2 separate regions of the Pan troglodytes genome follow, and region 1 is linked to region 2. A link is a contact called in public HiChIP or PLAC-seq data. All regions are on one chromosome and are shown on one strand. Each heading gives the region's core, a stretch centred on a gene start, on an enhancer-like site or on the middle of the called end of the contact. The rest is flanking DNA. Distances are from core to core; before and after follow the strand shown.

Region 1 (4,837 bases), core at 2,300-4,799, 320 kb after region 2:
CAAGTGCTTTTATCTAAATATAGTCAATATGCCAGAGCAGCATATTTTGAAATGACATATTCTTAATACTTTCACTTTAGAAATGGATTCCGTCTATAGATTTCAGTGTATAAACTGGTGTTCACATAGATAAAAATTAATGACCTTAGATAATTTTGGAAAAGGACAGAGGCAAACTTTGTATGTAAGTGAAGTATTTATTAAACCAAGGGAAGGTCAATGGACCTCATCAGCAAGCTATAGGAAAACTTTCTAGGGGCTTGAATATGGAAAAGGAGAGAACTGAATCAACCCACAACACAAAATAATAGACTGTTAACTCAAAAGAATTTGCATTGTAGCAGTCCATAAGAAAGAATTTAGTTTCATCAAAACACCACCATTCATCTTGTTAAAAACAATATTAATTTAAACTGTATTGGTAGTTTTTATTGTTTTAGAAAATTAAAAGCTTCAGGAGCTTAAACTGAACCTAAAGTGGATTTGGATATATTTTAGAACATTATAATAAAAATAATGTCCGCACTTGTGAAGTGTCTTTGGTTTTCTTTTAAAAGAGATTGTGTTCTAAAGTTTGAGAAACTGCTTTTGCCTACTTTCCACCTTCTAGATATCTCGTGTTACTTTGGGACTCCTCTTACTAGATCTCTCTCTCCCAGGCCACCGGTGGGAACAGCTTAGAGCTTCTTTACAGGATCTAGGAATCCATTTTATTGTTAGCTTTTTGTTGTTGTTTTTTGTTTTTTTGTTTGTTCGTTTTGTTGTTGTTTTCCAGCTTTTCGGTTTGGGGGGTACATGTGCAGGTTTCTTACATGGGTGGAATCCATTTTAATGGACCCCTTGGCTTTCATCTACTGGAATTCCCACAGACTAGAGGCAGTGGACAACGTTTTCTGAATTCTGTTAGTATCTATACTTCCACTTAGGCGGCTCAGTGGCTTCCAGATGCTCTAAATCACTGGCTCCAGCCCTCAGGCTTTTCAAAACCCTTTCAAACTCAGCTCCACGCCCACCGGGCTGCTTCCTCAGCCCCGCGACCACCCCTCCACCTGTGTCTCCCTCCTCTAGAGCTGTTTCACAATCTTGCCAGCTAACCATTTGTTAAAAACACAGACTTCCAGACTATTTTTTCTGGAAATTCTGTATGTCTAAAGATAGGGCCCAAGGATCTGCATTTTAACAAATGTCCCGGAAAGTCTTACTGGCAGGCAAGTTTGAGAAACATGGTTCTAGGGTTTCCTCGGTCCCCACGCTTATTCCCCGCGGGCAGCTCACCGCTCGCGGGACAGTCCGGTAGGTAACTCCAGTTTGGTGGGTTTCATCGGCGCCGGGTCCCTACGCCGACCAGCGGCGGTTGCTGGGCGACCAGACGCGCTGTCCAAGCGCCGCTCACGAGAAATCTCGCGACGTCGCAGGCTGCTCCCTCCCCGGTGGGTCCTTCCCCTGTGAGGCGGCGGCCGGGCGCTGATGGGCACTGACGGTGGTCACTAGGCCGACTCCGACTAGAGTCCTGTTAGCTTGAAGAGGCCGTGAGGCATCGGTCACCGCATTGTTTTAGTGGACCAATTAGTAGCCGGAACAATTTTTGGCAGACCACCATTTCCCCCTACCGGATTATCCTGCCATCGGCTTTGACCGTTTCAGTGCCCAACAACCACCTTTTCCCAATAACAGACCAGGAAAGGAATTATCTGATTCAGAATACAGCCTGTACTCCATCCTTTCCTCGGTGAAACCTCAAATTCCTTAGGGTGACATTGAGGGCTATTTATCATGACCAACCTCACCGCTTGCCGCCTGCCCTCTACACTCCAGTGTTTTTCAGTATACCCTGTTCTTAATAATAAAAATAATAATAATTCCCCTCTCTTCTCCGCCCTTCAAGGTAGGCATAGCACACACTTTCTCACCTCCTTCAGTCTTATTTTTCCTTTTAAGATTTAAAGATTCAGTTTGGAATTAGTGCAGCCTTTCCGAAGTCTTCCTGGGTATCCCATCTTGTTAAGTAATGCCCTTTCTTCCCCCCAAACAGCTGAGATGTATTACTTTTTCCAGCATAGCACTTAATACAATATTACATGTTAGCTACTTAGCCATATCTCCAATGAGGTGGTAAATTCTTTGAGGGCAAGGATTATGTGGTTTACCTCGCTATTTCCAGGACCTAGCAAAGTGCCTTGTTCATTAATAGTTACTCCATAAACGTTTGCAAAATGAGTAATTTAATTGCAGAAGAAGAACAATAGTACAGGGAACTGACATTTATAGTGGAAAGCCTGGGGCTCATTAGGGATATGGTGAAGTGAGCAGTCTGGATGTAAGGGACAATGCAAGCTGGAAAACATTTGAGTACCAGCTGTGATTCTGGTGGAGAAAAGGTCGTCATTGCCATTCTTTGAGCAAAGACGTGTCAGAGCAGAAGATTGTTAGAATGCAAGGCAGCTTAGAGCTCATGAGGGTAATCCAAATTGCCATTTTGCAGATAAGGAAATTCCCAGGACTCAAAAGAAGAAAGAAACATGCTCAAGGTCACACCTGGAGTGGCAGAGAGGGAACTTCTTGGCCTCCTGATTTCAAGCCCACTTCTCCTTTCATTTTATCCCCCTGACCATTACAATCAGAGTATCCTAGGAAGGTGGGGGAATGGTGGCAAAGGAGCCCTAACCCCATTCAGGATATTTTTGCTTAAGTCCAGTTGTGAGAGCAATCTTGGCCTGGGTTGGAGTGAGAGCAATCTTGGCCTGGGTTGGAGTGAAGGCAAAGAAAATGGAAAAGAATGAAAAAATTTAGGAGATATTTTGAAATATGATTTAATAGAGACTGGATAGTATAAAGGGAGGGGAGAAGTTGAAGATAATTCCCAGATGTTAGCTATGATAAAGGAACAATACTGGGGAAAGAGGAGAGATGGTGAGTAATTTGAGGGGAAGTGGATGAGTTTGGTTTACATACGTTAAGTGTGAGGTGAGAAAGGTTTTAATAGTCTCCAATATAAACCTGATTATTTAAACCATGAGGCCATAAATGGTAGTGAGGGAGAAAATAAGGAAAGCGAAATAGTGGGTTAGTAGCTATGCCAACTAGTTTGGATAAAAGAGGGAAGAAAAACTAGTAAAGATGGTATAGAAAGAATCATCAGAGGTAAGATTTGTCCTGAGAAGCACAATAATTCAGTGATTCAGAAACTCATAATTCAGATTCAGACACTGGGAGAGGGAGTTTAAAGAGGGGGTACCTAACAGAATAAAAAGCCACAGAAGGATAAGAAATAAAAGAATGGCTGGGCATGGTGGCTCATGCCTGTAATCCCAGCACTTTGGGAGGCCGAGGCGGGTGGATCATGAGGTCAGGAGTTTGAGACCAGCCTGACCAACAAGGTGAAACCCCGTCTCTACTAAAAATACAAAGGGTGGCTGGTCATGGTGGCGTGCGGCTGTGATCCTAGCTACTCGGAAGGCTGGAGGCAGGAGAGTCGCTTGAATCTGGGAGGCAGAGGTTGCAGTGAGCCAAGATTGCGCTGTTGCACTCCAGCCTGGGCAACAGAGCGAGACTCTGTCAAAAAAAAAAAAAAAAAAAGGAAAGAAAGAAAAGAATGATCAACGTAATATGGCTAAAACACTACTAGAGGGGTACGAATTAGATGCCCCCCAATTATCTGTTTTGTAGTTCATTCATTTGGGGATAACAGCTTTAACAATGATGCAGGGCTGGTCCATTGCTCTGTGTAGCACTTGGTCAACTTGCCGCTAGCATTACTTTGCTAGGAGCCTTGTTTAGCAATGCCTCATTGAAAATCAGTTGCTCTGGAAATCTTCCTTTTGGAACAATTGCATATATCATTATAAAACGGAGTATTATTTCATTTGTGGTAATATTTAACACATTTAACATATTTAAATTAAATAACATTTAAATAAAACATATTTAAATGTCTAAAAGGATATACATATAGATATATACCAAAATGTTTAATAGTGGTTGTTTCTTGGTGATAGAATTATGATTTTTTTTCTCCTATTTTTAGCAATAAGATTTTTTTTTTTTTTTTTGAGACGGAGTCTCGCTCTGTCGCCCAGGCTGGAGTGCAGTGGCACGATCTCGGCTCACTGCAACTTCTGCCTCCTGGGTTCAAGTGATTCTCCTGCCTCAGTCTCCCAAGTAGCTGGGAGAACAGGTGCGCGCCACCACACCAGGCTAATTTTTTATGTTTTTAGTAGAGACAGGGTTTCACCATCTTGGCCAGGCTGGTCTTGAACTCCTGACCTCATGATCCACCTGCCTCGGCCTCCCAAAGTGCTGGGATTACAGGTGTGAGCCACCGTGCCCAGCCGAATTACTAATTATTTTTTTGATGCAACAAGTTAAGAGAAAGTATTTTCTCATTAAGATGTGAAATATAGGCCAGGTGCAGTGGCTCACGCCTGAAATCCCAGCACTTTGGGAGGCCGAGGCAGATGGATCACGAGGGCAGCAGATCGAGACCATCTGGCCAACATGGCGAAGCCCTGTCTCTATTAAAAATAAAAAAATTGGCCGGGTATGGTGGCACCCACCTGTATTGCCAGGTAGTCCCAGCTGCTCAGGAGGCTGAGGCAGGAGAATCGCTTGAACCTGGGAGGTAGAGGTTGCAGTGAGCTGAGATCGTGCCACTGTACTTCAGCCTGACAACAGAGCAAGACTCCGTCTCAAAAAAAAAAAAAAAAGATGTGAAATATAATTCCTGTCTGATGGCACAGAATGTTAAACAATCATCTGTGTATTTTCCAATGTGGCAGAAATTTGGCAGACTGCAAGAAATACTTGTCTTCAGTACCAAATTTGTAAGTTCACCATAAAA
Region 2 (4,475 bases), core at 246-2,745:
AGATGTTTATTTTTTAAAAAAGTCAAGATGTGGTGATAGCCAGGTATTTGTCTCTAAAGTGAGAATGATGTTATTCCACTTGGAGTTTATTGACACAGAACTTCCTTTTGTCTGAGAAATCTTCAGCACTGTGAATATGGCTTTAATTAAGAGATACACTCATCACTTGTTGATTTTGTTACAAGGGAAGAACTCCTCTAATGTATGTGGATTGCTTTGTGGACCACAGTAAAACATATAAAGGACCACCGGCAATGTATTGTTTTGTATCTACTGCATTTTATATTCATTTCTGAAAACTACTGTTTAGAAAGTTCTGTAGGATTACTGAAGTACAAAAAGTATTTGGATTCACAATCCACTTTTTAAAGAGAGGCCACATTGTGGTTATTGACATTAAAAATGAATGTCCTTACCCATACTTGTGGGGCTAAATCTTTGAATATCATTTTAAAACATGAGGAAATGTCTTCTGAATTTAGGGAAGTCACACATAGATCCCAGTTCCTCTAATAACCTTTGGCAGTTTATTTGTTCATAGATTTGTGGCAAATTCTCTGGAATCATATGATCTAAAGTACAAATCATTGTCTCAAAATCTAAGGCATGATATGCACATGGGAATCTTTAAGTAGTTGTCTGAGTCTATCTTCAAGTGATATCTGATAAGACCTAAATTACAGTAGTGTTGTGGGACGAAGAAAACAACCCACTCTACTTCAAAATCTTAACCACTTGACTCCACATCCATTGAACCATGTAATTCTTAGTTCTCCACTCAGCTTCTCTATCTGTTAAAAGAGATAAACAGATCTAAAACGCAGCTTCTGTAATTCAAGAATGAGTAATAAGGAGCTGTAAGGTGTGCACTCAGCTGACTTGGAGATTAATGGGAATAAAAAAAAGAGCCAGTAGATCTAAAAAGATGTGTGGAAAGGAAATTTCTCTGCACACAGGATCTGCCAATTTGTGAAAGTTCTCGACTGTTTATAAACACAAGGGCCGTAACTCTGCTAATGACAAAAGTGGAAAACTGTCCAAATAAAGCTAAATGAATCACAGTTGTTCTCAATTATTTGGATATTTAATTCACTCCTCTGAGTTTCCAGTTTACACCAAGCCAACCCCCCCAACACCCCGGGCCCACCCGGGGGGTCCTGATCCCTGCACACACCAGGTCATCTCTGTTGGGCCCCGGCGCTCTGGCCCGCGCGGGTCTTGGGCCCCAGGGTAGCGGCCACTGCGGGCGGAGCAGAGGGAAACACCAGAGTCTGTGACTCCAGACAGGACCCACTGTGTCCTCTTGAACTTTGCACAGCGCGTGACGGGGGCAGACGGCGTACCGCGGCCCGGCCTTTCGCGGGGGTCCTCGGGGAAGAGAGAGGAGCGCGGGTTTCCTCGGAGGCCTGAGCGGGACGCAGCCTGCAGCCCCTCCCCGCACGGGCTGCCCTCTGCTGGGATCCGGCGCCTTCCCCGGCTGTCTTCGGCCTCCCGCGCGCTCCGCGGGAGGAGCCGCCAGCGGCCGTGACGCGTCAAGGAGGAAACGCCGGCGCCCGGCGGCCCTGCCGGGAAGGAGGAAGCGCAGTGCGTTCGGCTCCGCGCCCGCCGCGCCGGGAGCAGCACCGCGGGGCCAGGTAGGTGCGGGGCCGGCGGGAGGGTCCGCGCGCCCGGGACTCCGACGGCGGCCCGGGACGGGAGGAGACGGGGCGGGGCGAGGGCTGCCCGGGCCTCGGCCGCTGCCTGTCCTCGGAAAAAGCCGTACCTCCGCCCAGCCCCCGGCTCCCGGAGAGTTTGTGGTCTTTGTTTCCACGAGGTGAATTCAGATCCTGCCTCGAGATTCCTAAACGCCCAAGGGGCGTCGGTGGCTGGACATTGTTAACCCCCACGCAGCCGCCGAGCCTGGAGGAACTGGGAACGCCGAGCAGGGAGACCCTATCTGAGGTCGAAAGTGGGTGCAGGTCACCTGCGAGGGTCGGGGAGGGGGCAGCCGCCAGAGTGGGGTGGATGGAATCGTTTAACCTGTTGTCAGCGGATCTGTAGTAAGAGACCTTAATACGTTGCGTCTTTTAAGTTCTCTGTAATTTGAACCCTTACGTCTCTTCAAGTGAATCTGGCCCTGTTAATTCTCACAGTTTTAGCTTTGGAATGTACCCACTAGAAGTGCTTTGAGATTTTTAGATTCTGTCATTTTTAGTCATCGTTACTTGGAAAGAGAAAAGAGAAAGGAATCATCTCTTGAAACTTAAAACGCTTTCATTGAGTTGTGCACAGTGACTTCTGAACCATGAGTAGAATTTCAGTCCTGCACCAGAGACTACTTAGGGTGCACTTGGGTGCAAAATAAATACAGAGCACTGTAATTTCTAAATCTTTGTCAAAGTGAAAAATAGACTGTTGTGTATTTTGATTCTCTCCCTTCTCACCAGATTGAGACTTCACCCAGCCAATCTGGGAGGTGCCTTTTTTATTTACCAAACACTTACATAGCCGTTACTATGCGCTGGGCTCTTTCTAAGTTCTTTATAAATATTAAATCAAATTCTTAACTCATCATATTATAGCGGTTCTAGCAATGAAGAGGCTATCCATACTTTAGTTCCCCAAATGTCATTGGAAGAGCTGTAAACATTAGAGGAAGTTTTAGGCATGTTTTAGCACCGGGTGTGCCTTCTGGTCCCCTTGGCTACCACTTCTGTAAGACAAGCCACCACCCCTGCATTTCCCTGGGGTAAGGGAGCCTGGAGCTCCCGGGAATGCGACCTGTTCAAAGCAGATGTTGGCCAGAACCTGAATGACTTGTGTAACATGGTCTCTTCCAACTGCCGTTGTGCCCATCGGCTAACTCTGGAGACACCAGAACTTCCCCTTCTTTAACTGCCACTGCATGGAGCCTACTTTTGTTTTTGAAAAGAGCTTTGTTCCTGATCTGTTCGACACTGTTTATATGACATTATTTATATGACATAGTTTAGATATGAGGGTCAGATTGAACTTGAAATGTACTATAAAATAGAACATTTTTTTTGCACACATCAACATAACAAATAACGTTTTGTAATTTTACTGCTATTTGCTCTTGGAAACATTGAATTGGTAGGTCAGCCTCATAGGTGTACCTTTTGTGATTTGCAGATATGCAGAGAATATTTTTTCAGAATAACATGCCCTCTTCAAATGTGCACCATTAGAGACCCAATGTGGTGACTAAGATAGACATGATTCTTGTTATTATGGTGACTATGAATGCAATGTCAAAATCTGCATTCTGACTCCCTCTCTCCCTTTCTGTGCCCCCCTCCCTTATCTCTCTCTCATATATTTCTTTTCAGAGAGATGATTAAGTGAGCCGATAAGCCTTATTTAATAGGATTATGAAGTGTCTCTTGAAGCAAGAAGGCTCATGTTCCTCTGATATATTAATAATTTATGACACAACAGGCATTAGTGTCATTTGTGAATTCAGTTTAGTCGGATGACCCCTAGCATTTTCATGGCTTACAAAGTGCTTCCAGACATACTCCTTTACCCTTCAGAGAGATCTTGTATGGTTGATCTCTTAACTACTTTTTATTACCTGTTTTTACGGATGAAGAAACTGAGGCATGGAAATGTTAAAGTGCTTTAGCCTGGATTGTACAGCAGATGAGAGGCAGAGCTTGAATGGAGGGCAGGTGTGTGGACAGTGCCTGGCACGTGCAGGCCTGTAATAAACATCTGTGGAATGAATGACTCCAAATGGCTTCTTGCTCTTTCAAAACATGTCTCTCAAAATACCGTAGTAATTGATTTATGCCTGAGAGATTTCCAGGCCTAATCCAATGCCTCTCTTATTTCAGACAGTATCTAATACAGCACATTTTCTACAAAAAGGATGGGAATCCCTTTGGACTTATTTCTTAAGATTTGCCACCTCTGGTTTTTGAAAAAGAAAATAGGTTGGGTATTTTTTTCATCCTACCTTTTTTCTCTGGTTTTGAGAGTTTATAACGGACACATGGTATTTATGTTTATGTTGACAGCTTTCCTTCTTTTTTTTTTTTTTTTTTTTTTTTTTTGAGACAGAGTCTTGCTCTGTTGCCCAGGCTGGAGTGCAATGGCGTAGCCTAGGCTCACTGCAACCTCCGCCTCCCGGGTTCAAGCGATTCTCCTGCCTCAGCCTCCCGAGTAGCTGGGGCTACAGGTGCATGCCCCCATACCCGGCTAATTTTTGTGTTTTTAGTAGAGACAGGGTTTCACCATGTTGGCCAGGCTGTTATCAAACCCCTGACATGATCAGCCTGCCTTGGCCTCCCAAAGTGTTGGGATTACAGGCGTGAGCCACCGTGCCTGGCCACAGCTTTCTTATCTTTCTAAACTACTTAGATTTATGATCAAGTTCAAACTCAATGATCATAGGTATTGTAAATATTTTTGAAATAAAACTATGTGTTTTATTGAAATGTTGCAATGACTTTAGCATAAAGGGTCTTTAAAAA

The links. HiChIP or PLAC-seq counts read pairs in DNA pulled down with a chosen protein or histone mark.
Region 1: an H3K4me3 HiChIP or PLAC-seq map of stem cell-derived excitatory neurons shows a contact between it and region 2, with 6 times the contacts expected there. The contact joins the promoter of PPP1R42 here to the promoter of SGK3 in region 2. A contact is called at or near these places in 1 of 7 Hi-C or Micro-C datasets (stem cell-derived neural progenitor cells) and 1 of 1 datasets of contacts at active chromatin or transcription factors (stem cell-derived excitatory neurons).

What each region holds. Positions count from the first base shown.
Region 1 is chr7:75,684,387-75,689,223 of NHGRI_mPanTro3-v2.0_pri, forward strand. It overlaps PPP1R42 (protein phosphatase 1 regulatory subunit 42), which reads right to left and starts at 3,550. Exons shown (of 7, transcript XM_016960234.3): 1 at 1,276-3,550. The coding sequence starts at 1,322.
Region 2 is chr7:75,365,022-75,369,496 of NHGRI_mPanTro3-v2.0_pri, forward strand. It overlaps SGK3 (serum/glucocorticoid regulated kinase family member 3), which reads left to right and starts at 1,496. Exons shown (of 18, transcript XM_063816348.1): 1 at 1,496-1,634.